Regions from separate parts of the Mus musculus genome. Here region 1 is linked to region 2. Evidence: chromatin contacts called from public ChIA-PET data. All regions are on one chromosome and are shown on one strand. The core of a region is the stretch at or near the end of the contact, and the rest is flanking DNA. Distances in the headings are between cores, read along the strand shown.

Region 1 (4,792 bases), core at 1,519-4,018, 41 kb after region 2:
CTAAAGTTTTCTATTAGCACAGCCATGAAGAGGGCAACTGAGAATTCCTGTGCACACATACACATACACATAGATTTGTATGTGGGTGTGCGTAAGTATAAGGTTGACCCGTGGGCAACTGCTGATTGCTGTCTATTTTGACTAATAGGAATAGCAATTTCACCTAAGATGTCTCTTCCCTGTCACTATAAGAAAACTCCAGGAGGCTGGGTAGTTTATTTAGATCAGAGTTCTGAAGGTTTAAGGACATGGTGGCTGAGGGGTGCATGATGGGAAAATGGATGGGCAAGTGGGGAGCTTAGAAAAGGAGCTTGTGTATAAGAGAGAGGGGGTCTCTTTAACAATCCACTTACAATAACCAGTCCCATCCCCTCACTAGTGAGAGACAAGCTGGGAGTGGTGGCACAGTCCTGTCATGAAGCACGGGGAGGCAGGAGGATTGGGGGTTTGAAGCCAGCCCAGGCTAGAAAGGAAATACAGAGAGACAGTCCCTTGTCACCCTGTCTCTAAATGGATGAGTATTCTCAAGGGCTGGGAGATATGCCTAGTGTGAAGAAGCAATGGAGCCCTAGGTTCAATCTGCAACACTGAAAAGGAAGGAAAGGAGGGAAGAGAGAAGGAAGAAAAACAATAGAAGAGAAACTGAGAAAGACATTAGTACTTTTTAGTGACACAATCCCCCCTTGTGGCCACCACCACCCCTCAACTCTGTTGTTTCACTAGGGATGAAATACACATACAAGTTTGGTAGGGACAAACCTCAGAAAACCTTGCCGTGGTGTGTGTGTGTGTGTGCGCACACACACACACACGCACGCACGTATGCACCTCTAGGTTGGCAGTCGGGCCAGCCCCAGGTAGAGGAAAGCAGTTTGTGCCTCTTACTCCCCAACACACGCCAAGTGCCTTGTGTCTGTGGTTGCCTCACGCGCTCTGCCTGCTTTGCTCAGGTGCTAGGGTGCTTATAGCCTTTCTGAATATTGAGGATCTACGATGGACTTGGCATTCTATTCTGCTCCCTCCTGGGTTTTGCGATCCTGTTCCAAACCATCCATAAGCCTTGGACAATACCCAGAAGACACTATGAGCTTCCCTACACCTGTAAATCTCTGATGAAGTTTATTAAACATAGGAAGCGATTATCAATAAATAAACACAGAATGGAACATTTATGACAGTATACTATAGCTGGAGTTATTTTAAAACGTATGAATTGTTTATCTCTGGAACTTTCCATTCAGTATCCTCAGACCACAGTTGACATTGGCTAACTAAAACCATAGAGGGTGAAACTTCAAACAAGGAGGAGCCCTGTACTCTGTGCAGAGGCAACAAGCGCTTGGTCCAGAAATGTCTTCCAGTGTTGTGGGGACTGCGTCATTTACCAGCCACCACAGCACTGGGGCATAGAAGTTGCTGAGAAACAACAACTTCTCCAGATAATGGGGTTCCCGGACCTGAATAAACAGAACCTTGCCAAGTCCTGGGGGCCTCCCCCAAGTCCCCTGAGAGGCAAAGGAACCTCATTTCAGGCCAGAAGCTTGCAGGCAGCTCTTCTGCAGATCTGGGATTTGGGAAGAAATTTGGACTCTGGAATCTGGGCTTTTCTTTTCCATGTGTGTGCACACATGTATGGGTGCAGGTGCACGCATGTGTGACACGCACATGGAGGTCAGAAGAACTCCCACGGGCACCGTCCACATTTTGTTTGAGAGAGGATGTCTCATTACCTGGAACTGCCAGTGGCCCTCGGGCTTTCAGGGATCTGCCTCCAATCTCGCCATCGCCCACATTCCAGCCACGTGCTCCCCCCGCCCCACTTTTTATATGGGTGCTTGAGAACACAATTCAGGTCCTCCGTTAGCACTTTACCAACGGAGCCAACACCTCAGTTCTGGAAATCTGAGCTTTTAACAGGTGTCTTAGGTCGTTTTAACGCCCGGGCAAGTTTAAAAACCCTATTAAATATGATACAAATAATTAAAGCCTGCTTTAATTATTTAAGCATGTATTAAATGCCCGTTTAAGCTCCAAGTGAACTTAAGTGTTTGTGGACTGACTGGCTGATAACATCAATTGTTGGCATGAGAATGTTGACTCAAAAGTATAGTGGTTAGCAGATGTACGATAACTTGACATTTAAAATTAACCCTAAATGATCCAGCAGGAGTGAGCTGCAGGCTAAGGAGAGATGGGATTTATCAGCTATACTGCCAATCACGGAAACTCAGTACAGTCGGGGTTTCTCTTTTAAGTTGTGGAGGAGCAGAGGACCCTGACATTGCTCATCAAGACAGCTTCCATTTCTTTTGAAGGTCATATGGGAAGGCGCTGAGCCTCAGCGACACTTTGAATGCTCTCTGAGCTAACCAGGGCCCCTAGTCTGGTGCAAAGGAAACCCCCATCTCAAGCGGGCTGAGGGAAGCCGACAACTGGATGCTCAATCCCTGGCTGCTGCTGTTCCTGCAGGCTGAGGCCAGCTGGGCATTTCGCTGGTTTTTGTTTTCTGGCACATCCCAGAGGGAGGTCAGCCTTTTACCAGGAAGGCAGCGCCCCGTTACTGAAAGGTGGGCGAAATGAACCTGGTGGAGCGGTATGCTAAGACGGGAACTGGGGCCCTGAGTCCTGGCCCTTTCCTCGCCCCCTCTGAGAGTTTCCACTGGTTACACCATTTACTGTAAGTTCCGTGCTCCGAAGAGCCTGGGCAAACCCCAAGGCAGCAAGGAGGGACGGACTGGGTGGGCGGGCTCCGATCGTCTCCCCGCCTAGAGGCCGGCCTAGTTTTCGGGAAGTGACTGCAGGGCAAGTCACTAGCAGGCGCTCTGCGGAGCTCCCGCTGGCCTTCTCCTGTCACCTCCTGGGCCTACAGATGCCAAAGCCCACGCTGGGGTAGACCTGACTAACCACTGCCTGCTGCCTCTCACCATGAGGCAAAGTGTGTCTTTACCTCTTAAAGCCAGACGGCTGCTTGCAAGAGGAATGTCTGTAAGCTCGGAGCCTTGCAGACACTGGCCACTCCCTAGAGAAAGAATGACTTGTAGGAGGAAGTGGCTGCTTTGGGCCCCATCCCTCTAAGCTGTAGAGGGCAGCAGGGCCTCTGGAGAGGACTCATCTAGCTAAAGGGACAGTTGGGGTCAGCTGTTTATCCACAAAGACAATGACTATACCCCTACCCAACTTCCGGGTGTGAGAAGGGACGGAACTCAGTGAGGGAGAGGGGTGAGGGTGTGTGTGTGAAGGAAATGTCCTTCTACTAGGCAGTGTGGAGATCAAGCGAGCCTGCCTCCCTCCCTGCTCCACCTTAGCCTGCTCTCTTCACCTTTCAGAATGTGGTTAGGCCCATCAGGGTTCTCACAACGGCTGCTGCAGTCAGTATAGCCATCCTACCAAGGAAACCAATTGAGACCTGGAGCAAAACCATACTGCCTGGGTCCCTAAAAACAGGCTGGTGGCAGCAGTTATGAGAGGTGCTGTGGTCCTCATGTGTGTCTCCTCAGAAGCACAAAAACTTCAAATGCTGGATCCAAAGACCCATAGCCAGGAAGATCTGGGCTCCCACTGGATTCCTCCTTTCTGCCTCTCCTGTATTGAGGGTCTGACTATAGGAGCAACGAGAAGTCCTCAGCCCCCTGTGCCCCCAGTGCCCTCCCAAGGGATAGCAGCACAACATCACATAATACCACGGGCTGAGTTGGCCACGCCCCTGAAGCCACAGAATCGCCCACTTCCATCTGCCACCCTGGAAGAGCACTCCATTGAAGCGTCATCTTTCAACATGAGCCAGCCCTGGCTCCATGACCATGGTGATCATTGGTGGTCTTGGCTGCGTGGCCCCAGGAGGACTCTCTTTTCCTATTGGATGCCAGCTGCTTCGCCTGAAGGCAAGATGACTAGTCCAAAAAGATCCTCAGCTGGAGCCTGCTATTCCTGACATTGGGTCCTCCAGGGAGGACTAGTATTGTTGGTGACAGGTTCTAACTAACTAGATCTGGGTTAACCTTGCCATTTGGTGGTTATAGGCTACACGGGGTGCCCGTTGGGCAGCTAATGTCGACAGCTACAGGAATGGGGGTGTCTCCAGTTTCCCCTTGAATTTTCCAATATTTCAGATTCCAAATTGGCTACCTAGATGTATTAGTAGACTAGCGCCTGTAATCTCCTCCCCAAGCCTTTTGATATTTTTGTGCATGTGCCTATGGGTGTGTCTGGCACCACAATTTAAATAGATGTGCATATATGGTACACACATATTTTATTTTTTTGAGAGTCTTATTGGAGCCTAGCTGGACTGGAACTGACTGTGAAGACCTGGCTGGTCATAAGCTCACAGAAATCAGCCTGCCTCTGCTTCCTGAGTGCTGGGGTTAAAGGAATATGCCTCATGACACCCACCCTTTTGTATATTTTATAGCTATCATCATATTTAATCTTGGTAACACCACTGCATAACACACCCTTTTACAAAAGAGGAGAAACTGAGGCACAGAAAAGTTAAGCAACCTGTCAGGAGACCACACAGCTTGTAGGCTGCAGCACAAACACCCGTCCTTTGCCTCCTGCCTTGGGAGCCTGTGAGCTTAGATTGTCTCAGGCTCAGTTCACTGGCCAACCTCCCAGTTTCCCTCCCTCCCTCGAGCTGATCCTCCCTCACCTGTAGGGTCACCTGATGCCACTTCTATCTATCAAGAGCTGGGGGTGGCTAAGGAGGAGGCGTTGAGGTGTGGGAACATTCTGGGAAATCCCCAATTGGAGGGGCTGCAGAGGAGGTCACTCAGAGCTCCTGAGTGACAGG
Region 2 (4,886 bases), core at 2,294-4,793:
CTCGGGGTGTTTTTAAATGTAAATTTCTGAGCATTTCTTGACCTTGCTGGGGGAGTAGGGTAGAATGGGAAATGAATAACTATTCCTCTTAAATTTTAACATATCTAGTATTACGTGCTTCAGAGGTGTGGATCAAGGGGTTACTTTGTGCCTTAGGACTAATGACAGAAAAAAGTGAGCTGGGTGGTGACAGCAGTGCCTGCCTTTGCTCCCGGCACTGGGAAGCAGAGGCAGGCAGAGCTCTGAGTTCCAGGTCAGCCAGGGATACACAGAGAAGAAGAAACTGTGTCTCAAAAGCAAACAAACAAACAAACAAACAAACAATTTGGATGTCCCCAGGTGGTGCACGCCTTTAATCCCAGCTCTTGGGAGGTAGAGGCAGGCGGATTTCTGAGTTGAGGCCAGCCTGGTCTGCAGAGTGAGTTCTAGGACAGCCAGGGCTATACAGAGAAACCCTGTCTTGAAAAACAAAAAACAAAACAACAACAAAAAAAGAAAAACAACAAACCAACAAACAAAAAAACCCAAAAAACCAAACCAAACAAAACAAAAAGTATGACTGTTAAATGCAATTCTCTTATTTATTTGTTTGTTTGTTTGTTTGTTTATATTTGAGACAGAGTGACAGTGGTCTTGAGCTCACTATGTAGCCTAGGATGACTTTGAACTTCTGACCCTCCTGTGTCTCCCTCTCAAGTGCTAGGATTCTAGGCATGCACCACTATACCCAGTTCAATATCTATGTTTTTCTAAAGCCTATTTGTAAATGTTTATTGCTATAACTTGTGAGTCTGTACATCTAAGCACTGATGCCCTGGGGGGGAAGCAGAAGCATCATATCCCCTTGTACTGGAGTTATGAGTAGTTGTGAGCCATCCAATAGAGGTGTGGGAAATCTAACTCAGGTCTGCTGCAAGCATAGTAAGTGTTCTTAACTGCAGAGCTATCTCTCCAGCCCTCAATGTCTCTTTGCAATGTGTCCTTAACCAAAGGCCCATCTACTTTCAGCTACAGACTTTTGCTTTGGTTGTTTTTTCCAAGACACGATTTCTCTTTGTAGCTTTGGCTGTCCTGAAACTCACTATGTTGACCAGGTTGGCCTCGAACTCACAAAGATCCACCTGCCTCTGCCTCTCAAGTGCTGGGATTAAAGGCACGTGCCACCACTGTCTGGCTCATCTCCAGGCTTAAGTCAATTCGGTTTTCCAAATAACAAAACTCACAAGAAGAAATCAGGTGAATAGTTTGATGGCTCTGGCAGGCCTGGAACTCATCACATCCTCCAACAGAGGCCTGCACCAGCACACTGAGCACCAGGGAAACTTTTTTTTTTTTTTTTTGTATTTTCGAGACAGGGTTTCTCTGTGTAACCCTGGCTGTCCTGGAACTCTGTAGACAAGGCTGGCCTTGAACTCAGAAATCCACCTGCCTCTGCCTCCCAAGTACTAGGATTAAAGGCGTGCGTCACCACCACCCAGCTTTTTTTTTTTTTTTAAACTTATGAAGAGAAAAAGAAATCTGCCTTTAGAGAAGTTTTAGGACGTTTCTGCCTAAGTCAGAGGTTACACACATTTTCTAAATTAAATGAACTGGTAAGACAAAATCGGCTCACCAGAGCTAAGGGTGACCAGTGATCTGTCAGCAGCAGCTTGGACAGCATGCAACTTGGAAGAAATGAATCTGGGGACCTAGGCTCCAATTAAAGAAGGGCCCATAAACATTTGCTTTGCCTCAAATACACAGAGAAAGCAATCAGATGCATAACACACCCAAGCTTCTAAGTGAGAACCATTCTAAGATCATAAGAACGTGGAATTGCTTGCCCCAGGAAGAGAAAAGGCAAAAGGAGAAAGACAGAAGATGCTTAGACCAGAAGCTTTCTTGGAAGTTCGCAGTGAGATTTCTACTCTCTCCTACTCGACTTGGCTCTAAATCCCAGAGAGTTTAGGGCAAAGCCTGGTTCCAGGTGTCCTGGTTTCAGCTCTGCGTAAAAGGTAAGAACAGCCCAGCCCACAGTTTCGTGCACAGAGGATCTTGAGTTCTAGCAAATCTGGCTGGTCCAGCTAAAACCACCAAGGACACCTAAACAGCCACCTGGCAGTCAAAGATTGCTACCAGAGAAAAGACCAGCATTCCTAAAATTGGTGGAACTGGTGTACTGATAAAGGCTGGGGAGAAACACCATCAAAAAACGATCATATTTTAATTAGTATGCTTCCTACAGGCTAGGAAAAACTGTGGATGAAAGAAAAAGTCCTTTGTTTGTGACCCCCGCCCCATTAATCTTCAATGTCACTGACAGTCACAATCACCCAACTACACTGTCAGTCCACACCCAACCACAAAGCCACCCAAGAGTCATAAAGTCTGTGAACCAGAAAACTACAGCTTCTCTCATCGTCAGGTACCCTCTAACATACTCAGCCCCATCATGGTGAGATGCTCTCTCTCTTTGGAACAGCCGTCCACACACACACCCGCCCTCTACTCACCTGATTGCCAAACACAGCCACGGAGCAGGCTGTTGAAACCTCATCAGCTCCAAACCAGACCGAAGCAATGCGTGAGGGCATGCCCAGAATGAAGACCTGTGCCACAGAGCAGATGACCTGACCCACCATTGTGACCGGGAAGAGGTGAGGCTCTAGGCTGCCCAGCTTTACCCAGGCTCCCAGGCAATTGAGAGCTGAGCCGGTGATAGCGATGGTTCGAAGACCAAATTTCTCCAGCATCCAGGCCACGGGCAGGAGCAGAGGGATGTAGGTCAGCATGTAGCACATGGACAGCCAATCAATGGCAAAGGCACTGACACCGTAGAAGTTCATGAAGATGTTATTGATGGAGCCGTACTGAATCCACTGGAAGGCATTGCACAAGGAGTAGCAACTGAACACCAGGACCACGACCCAACGACGCTTGCTCACCTTGATCACGCTGTCTTCTCTAACCAAGCTACTATGATGGGTCAAACCGCTGGGTTGAGCCAAGGTACTGGGGAGTGCTGAACTGCTGGGACGGACAGAGACGCTGGGGTCGATGGAGACACTAGGATGGATGGAGACACTGGGGTGGCCTGAGACGCTGGGGTGGCCTGAGACGCTGGGGTGGCCTGAGACGCTGGGATGGATGGAGCCGCTGGGCTGGGTGGAGTAGCTGGTGTCCATCTGGAATTCCGACTCTGGCGCAGGTCTGTCATTGCTCTCCTCCTGGTTGAGACTTTCATTCACCATGACCACAACGAGCTCCTGAATCCCAGGCACGTACTGACTCCTACAGTCTTATGGGTCAGCAGCCTTTTGCCTGTCCCCCTAGAGCTGAGGCAACACTTCTCCGGGAGCGCACCTCTGTTAGCGGAGAAATCGAGATCTCAGGTTCCTACGATCACTCCCTAGCAAACTGTTGTCCCCCAAGTTGGCCGCAGACGCCTTGCCACGCGTTCCAGGCTGTCCAGATGAAGCGTTGACCGTCCTGGAAAAAGTTTGACTCCTGAACAGCGAACTGTGGCAGGGCGAGCTCGGTTTGCTCCCGGGCAGGCTGGGGCCTCGCCCCCTCGGGCGCACGTGACCGCCCCGCCCCCCGGCCTGCCCGGCTCCCCACGCCCCTCAACCCCTCCCACCCAGGATCCCCTGCCTCCTTGAGCGGGGCTCGCAAGGCGCCGCTCTTGTTTCGCCATAGGTTGGGGTGTACATTCCTCTCCGACGTCCCCGGTGTCATGGAAACCGCCCGGTTAGCCCCCACCCCTACACTTTCCCTAAATTCACTTGTCCCCCCCACTCCCAGAGGTCTTCGTTGGTAAATGAGGACTTCGCCTCACGCCCTTCCGAGGTCAGAGTCTTCTCGGGGCCAGCGGGCGTGCACCGAGGCTCGGAGTCCCTAAACTGCTCAGGGGGATCCGAGAGAGATCCCTACCTTCCTCTCTTTTGCTGGGCTCTCCAGGTGACAGTTCAGTGTGCCTGGTGAAAGGAATGCTTGCTTTTCTCAGAGACCTCCCAGCCGACAAAGACTTATTTTGGTGAACTCGTATATGAACTTGTTTAGTGTCTGACGGGTCCCTGAGGTCTCCCACTAGGGAACCCCGCGAGCCAAGCATAGCCTGGAGGGAAAGTTGTGGAACCAAGTCTCTGCGCAGGCTCTGGGAGTGAGGCAACGAAGTGACTCATACAGCCTCGTAGCCCTCCGCTGCCACCTACCGATCCCCTGAGCGTCACCTCTTAGCCTGGAAGCAAGGCTTTCAGAGAAGGAATGCTGGCTTGCGCTGGTCCCTACAACTCCATGGGTTCACAGTGATAAAGAACCCAAAATTTAGGTTGGATTCCGGTTTAGCGACTTAGGCGTGTAACAATAGGTCACTGAACACCACTTCTGAGCTCCCGTTTCTTTTGCAAAATGTAGATGGTGAAATAATGGCCCTTAGAAAAATCCAGCCAGGCGTGGTGGCACACACCTTTAATCCCAGCACTCGGGAGGCAGAGGCAGGTGGATTTCTGAGTTCGAGGCCAGCCTGGTCTACAGAGTGAGTTCCAGGACAGCCAGGGCTATACAGAGAAACCCTGTCTCGAAAAAAAAAAAAAAAAAAAAAAGAAAAATCCCTGGCTGATAATTCGTTCAACAAATGTTTCCTATCCTGCCAAAAGGCTAGCATTTGTTGCCACGGGGTAAATGTGCTTCATGGGTGAGCATGCCGGGCATTCTATAATGTAGTTACTATTGCTTGCCCTGGGTGTGTGTGTCTGTATGTGTGCATGTGTATGGTGTATGTGCAGGCACTCAAGGCTTTGAAAACATCGAGCTGTAAGCTCTCGGCCTTCTTGCCTCGTGCTATAGACAAGAAAACAAGCCTTTTAGAACTCAGTTAACTAAGGTCCCAGCTGGCCTGAAAAGTCATA

Evidence for each region. ChIA-PET counts read pairs in DNA pulled down with a chosen protein or histone mark.
Region 1: a contact with region 2 is called in an RNA polymerase II ChIA-PET map of memory CD8 T cells, with 257 read pairs. The contact joins the enhancer-like site here to the promoter of Flvcr2 in region 2. A contact is called at or near these places in 23 of 39 promoter capture datasets (the 3T3-L1 cell line, 3T3-L1-derived adipocytes, the HPC-7 cell line and 14 more), 4 of 484 Hi-C or Micro-C datasets (the G1E-ER4 cell line, the HPC-7 cell line, embryonic stem cells and 1 more), 8 of 115 datasets of contacts at active chromatin or transcription factors (CD8 T cells, the HPC-7 cell line, bone marrow-derived macrophages and 4 more) and 4 of 9 other capture datasets (adipose tissue, liver, macrophages and 1 more).

What each region holds. Positions count from the first base shown.
Region 1 is chr12:85,703,662-85,708,453 of GRCm38.p6, reverse strand. The region is part of intron 2 of Batf (basic leucine zipper transcription factor, ATF-like); the gene reads right to left. Among named protein-coding and RNA genes, the nearest start is that of Batf, 19 kb to the right of the region's middle. Within about 2 kb of position 2,768, at least 326 of the 459 cell types and tissues checked have an H3K27ac peak or open chromatin away from gene starts, as enhancers often do. A contact at or near this core is called in CD8 T cells, the G1E-ER4 cell line, the HPC-7 cell line and 13 more, where this site is marked.
Region 2 is chr12:85,745,196-85,750,081 of GRCm38.p6, reverse strand. It overlaps Flvcr2 (feline leukemia virus subgroup C cellular receptor 2), which reads right to left and starts at 3,543. Exons shown (of 10, transcript NM_145447.2): 1 at 2,493-3,543. The coding sequence starts at 3,230.